Regions from separate parts of the Danio rerio genome. Here region 1 is linked to region 2. A link is a contact called in public Micro-C data. All regions are on one chromosome and are shown on one strand. Each heading gives the region's core, a stretch centred on a gene start, on an enhancer-like site or on the middle of the called end of the contact. The rest is flanking DNA. Distances are from core to core; before and after follow the strand shown. Region 1 holds the start of flot2b (flotillin 2b). Region 2 holds the start of glod4 (glyoxalase domain containing 4).

What was found. Hi-C and Micro-C count contacts between places; a contact is called where the count stands out from the background.
Region 1: a contact with region 2 is called in a Micro-C map of caudal fin, with 2.7 times the contacts expected there. The contact joins the promoter of flot2b here to the promoter of glod4 in region 2. A contact is called at or near these places in 2 of 18 Hi-C or Micro-C datasets (caudal fin and hematopoietic stem cells) and 1 of 4 datasets of contacts at active chromatin or transcription factors (embryo).

The regions. Positions count from the first base shown.
Region 1 is chr15:18,817,605-18,820,304 of GRCz12tu, reverse strand. flot2b (flotillin 2b) reads right to left here and starts at 1,414. Exons shown (of 11, transcript NM_200639.1): 1 at 1,233-1,414. The coding sequence starts at 1,281.
Region 2 is chr15:18,613,645-18,616,344 of GRCz12tu, reverse strand. glod4 (glyoxalase domain containing 4) reads left to right here and starts at 1,403. Exons shown (of 9, transcript NM_001004613.1): 1 at 1,403-1,586; 2 at 1,767-1,816; 3 at 1,925-2,045. The coding sequence starts at 1,497.

The sequences.
Region 1 (2,700 bases), core at 165-2,664, 200 kb before region 2:
ATTCACACATGAACTCATGTGAATCATGTTGTAGTTAAAGTTAATTCATGATTAGTGCATACCTTAACCCAGAGGTTCTCAAAGTGGGGGTCGGGACCCCCCGAGGGGTCGCGGGACAATGAAGGGGGGTCGCCTGGTGATTTTCAAAAAATCAATAAATTTTTATTAAACCTTAAGACTTACTGTATTTTATCAATAACTTACTGATGAGAAAAAATAGTCGTTTATAGTTGCTATAAACTATATAGTTACTATAGTAGCTTATAGTTACTAGTTCTATTGGATTGCGACTTCTCGGGTAATTACAATATACTAAAGACACAGCAATACTGTCAGATGCAGCAGATTTTGTAACACCAGGTTAAATTTTCTAGCCCATTTACAGCACTGACATACATAAAAAAAAACAAAGAATAGACTTGGGTCTATTGGTGTGTGTGCGTCATTGCATACAAGGTTTCTGTATTTATAACCACCACCTCAGAGAATATTGGGGGTCACGAGTAACTGGCAATCTCATTTTGAGGGTCGCGGGCTGAAAAGTTTGGGAACCCCTGCCTTAATCCATCATTAATTCATAATAACCTAATGCTTAGTTTACATATTAAAACATCATTATTCATGTACTGTTATTGTAAAGTGTTACCATATTTTCTTAATGTATATGTGGTATTTTTAATGGCAAATACATGTAAAAGTATTAGGTTGTCACTTCTCAAATGTCTTTCTGAAGGACTCAGTAGATATACTGTAGATAGCATATTGCTATTATTATGCACAAAAGTAATTGAGTTCAGATCACAGAAACGTGAATGAATAGCAGTTAACGTTACATTTAAATTAAATTACTATTACATGGTGACTGGAGGCACATAGCAACCGAGAACGTCTAAATACCAAACTTCAGTTAAGCAGGTTTACATTTCCAGTGAGTTAACAATAAATGTGATAACTTGCATCAAAAACGAAAACAAACAATGTTTTTACAGTTATGAATGAATGAATGGATCTCGTGTCAATGCGGAAGAGATGAGCTAACGTAGTAACGTAGTAACGTTAGCTAGCTATAGCTAATACACGTATGGATGAGGTTTTTTAACGTAACCACACATTTCACAATAACGTTATATGCAAAATCAAACACTTAATTATATGATCTATTAACGAATTAATGCATAAAAGTAGCAAGAGTCCTAACATTACGTGCTATAGTAAAAACCTTGTGACGATACCTGACACAACGAGCGCTTCATTTGGTCCAACAGTCAAGCAGCAACCCATTCTTGTATTTGACACCAATCAGCAATCCGTTCGTGTTTATTCCTATATATTTATCACGGCGTTTATTTAACAGCTTTTTGACTCGTAAAATGAAAAGATCCCCGCCCTGTTGGGAGAATAAATGTTTGTCAACACAAGCGACCCTGCCCACCACTGGAAGGAAGACGGTACGTGATACTGTATGGCTGTGTTGTAAACCCGAGTAAGTTCCCTACATAGACAGCACACTTGAGCTTTCCAATGCGCCTGTGATGGTGAAAAATGCTGGCTAGGTAGGCAGCTTACTAGGTTTTGAGTCACGGGATCTGTGTTGTCATGATTACTGTAAATGCTGCATGTAGCCACGCCAATGGAATATGAGATTTATGGATATATCCAGTGCTCATTTTCACGTTCGTTTTGAATTTTAGTGGCCTGAAAAAGACATTTATTGAACTTTTACAACAAGTTTTTTACTTATTGTTGTTGAAAGAAGAGGAAAATCTGATTTATCGGTAAATTAAAATAAAAACAAGCATGACATTTATATTGTTGACATGTTTTAACCTATGCAGATATACATTAATGCATATTTATTTTAAAGTATTTAATATATTTTAATACAAAAGAGTAAAAAAATATATATTTTACAGGCAGAAAAGAGTAAAATATACCTTGTGTTCTTTTATTTAGAATAGAATAGAATAGAATAGAATAGAATAGAATAGAATAGAATAGAATAGAATAGAATAGAATAGAATAGAATAGAATAGAATAGCACATTTCAGACGTAAAAAAAAAAACTTTGGGGGCTCCGGTTTTCCCCCACAACTTAAAGACATGCGCTATAGGTGAATTGAATAAACTAAACTGGCTGTATGTGTGAATGTGAGAGTGTTTGGATGTTTCCCAGTACTGGGTTGCAGCTGGAAAGCCATTCACTGTGTTAAACACATTGGATAAGTAGGCAGTTCATTTCTTTGTGGCAACCCCTGATGAATAAAGGGACTAAGCGAAGGAAAATAAATGAATAAATGAATGTTTTCTATGTGAAAATATTGTCAAATGTTGTTTGTGTTGTTTGCCAAAGCTGAATTTCAAGTGTCAGTGATGCAGTTTTCAGTGCGCAGGTAGCAAAGAATTCTGGCCCAGATTTGGCATAAAGCTGCACAGCAGTCATTCGTCCGGCACTTGCATACAGCATGTGGGCTAAACACGGCCCGGGTTTCGAAGAGGTGGCATCGTCTTTAAGGCGGCACACAAGACTTGGGCCAGAAGTCAAATGTAGTATTTGGCCAAGATGTTAAAAATGTATATGTGGGCCACGTAGGTTTGACCTGTCTTGACCCACTTTTAATATTTTTTGAAATTGCTCCGAGAAAAAGCAGGGCCGTTAAGCAAAATGCATAAAGGGTATATCAAATTCATTGCAGTCCAACA
Region 2 (2,700 bases), core at 154-2,653:
AAGAACAGTGGATTTCTTGCATTTTTCTTTATCATCTTTTGCAGAAAAAGTGTAAAATTATTACACTTATTTAGATTTTCTGCTTGTGTCACAAAAAAAAGATAAATTCAATCTATCTATTAAAATTATATTCAAATACATTTCAGTACATTGTAGCATGTTTGAAAAGGTTTAATACAGTTCCTGTGTTCTATTTGGGGTGTATCTGTATTTGCAATGTGGGGTTGTAAGGGGCTTGACTTGGGGAAAAGCGAGTCTGCGCACTCGAGAGGGAGGGAGCGTTTTTCTGATTGTTGGATGAGACAGTTATAATATTGTGTGGGTGAACAGTGTGGGTTTGGGAGTGAACACAAGGATGTCTGAACGTGCAAAAGTTGATTAAAAAGACAAGTTGAACTGTTTCAGTTCGTTACAATATTTTATCATTTTTGTCTGTGATTTGTTAATATTTTTGTGGGTAAATGGTTTATATTTCTTATTAATATTAATACTACTACAACTACTGATAAAAATAATAATTATAAAAAATATATAACTCTAAGCACAACTGGACATAGTTCAATAATTTATGTAATGTTCCTGTTCAGTCTTAAATACATGCTCTTATTTCAGCTTTGAGATTTCATATTCCAAACTTTTTCATACTGCTTCCTGTGGGTACTCGGCACAAGGACTGCTAGTAATTTCTTTTTAGCATAAAAAATGTTAAATATATCTGTTATTGGCTACAGAGTACAATTAAAACGGATTTAAATTATTTAATTATTTTAAAATTATTTAATAAACATATGTAATTATTACTGGATAATGTAATTTATCCTACTTGCTTTAACGAAATAATAATAATAATAACTATAATAATAATAATAATAATAATAATAATGATGATGATGATGATGATGATAATAATAATAATGATAATAATAATAATAATAATAATAATAATAATAATAATAATAATAATAATAATAATAATAAATAATGCCATGTGAAACAATGATATATTCGGAGTGAACATCCTAATTCTTTAAATGTAACATTGTAGAGTATGTGGAAAATGGAAATGGTTTTGTAAATGTGTAAATGTGTTCAAAGCGTAAAAGAAAATTGTGTCTACAACCGAAACAGCTGATGTTGGATCCGACTCTTTGGAACAAACAGGTCAAAGGAACCGATTCAAGTGATCCATCTCTTCATTAAAATGGACTGTACCAAAATAATTTTTGTGTGATAACTTACCAAACTGTTAGTCAAAATCAACATTTTCCAGTCTATGGTCATAATATACTTTAAAATGGATGTTTTAGTTCATTTGCAGTACGTTATATGAAATAAAGCCGTAATATGGCTGCATGATTGTACAGGTAAACATAAAACTAACGAGTCTTTTGGTTCAACGTCTGTGGGCTGTCGATAGCAGAGCAGTCGATGGCTAGTCCTGTGTATCGACACAGTTTGAGGGATCATTGCGTTTACAGTGGGAAACTTCACCAGTGATGGCACTTAGACGAGCATTACATTTCGTTTTTAAAGTTGGAGACAGGACCAAGACAGCCACTTTTTATCGGGATGTCTTGGGAATGAAGGTAAAATCGCTGTCAACGTTAATATCTTGTTTATGTAGAGGGAACTTTGCCTCCTAATATTGTTTATGAGGTATTAACTTTGTTACTTGCCTGTGCAGATTTTGACCCGTCACATTCCACATATTTGTTTAGACTCAAACTTTAGATGTATAAACGTTCATAAATATATATCATTTGTAGATTCTGCGCCATGAAGAATTTGAGGAGGGCTGCAAAGCAACATGTAATGGGTCAGTCATAGTTTATTTAATTTTCATGTGACTAAGTAGCTTAATAAAGAATACAATATCTAATAAATATGGTAAACTAAAAGCATATATTTGTTGTTTTGGTTTCAGTCCATATGATGGAAAATGGAGCAAAACCATGGTGGGCTTTGGACCAGAAGATGACCACTTTGTTGCAGAGTTGACCTATAATTATGGAGTGGGTGAATATCGCCTTGGCAATGATTTCCTGGTAAATTATATTTTTCTATAAAACATTTTGATTTCAAAACCTTGCAAATAGGCGCTTAACATCTAAGATTACTGAACAAAAATGTACTTATATAAAACATTTCGACACATGAAACAATACAGCGAATAGAATTACAATTTTTGTATTTCAAATTGTCAAATTGTGCCATTTATTTAGAATTCTTATTTTTTTAAGTATGTAATAAGGAATATCATACATGTGATGATACATCCATTAAACTGTCATTTAGTGTATTAGTTATTTAATACTGTATTATCTCTTGTCAGATTTACAGGTATTTATTATCATTTGATGACTGCTTAGAAGTACCAAAAATTCTAATTAATTTTCATTGTTATGCTGAATGATGATGATCATTATTTTAGGCAAAATTTAATCATTTGTTTTAACATTTTTATTAGAAAGTAGACACTAAACTTTCACTTAATATGCTTTATATGTATGTAAAATCTAATCCACACATGTCAAAATTAGCATTTTGAAAACAGGACATAATGACAATATAAGTATGAATTCTACCTTAATTCATGGCCACCAATAAAATAACCATACTCTTTGAAGTATTACAGCTTCTGTTTTATTTAAATGTAATTTAGAAACATAAATTATTTGTTCATTTATGGTCATTAAGTTG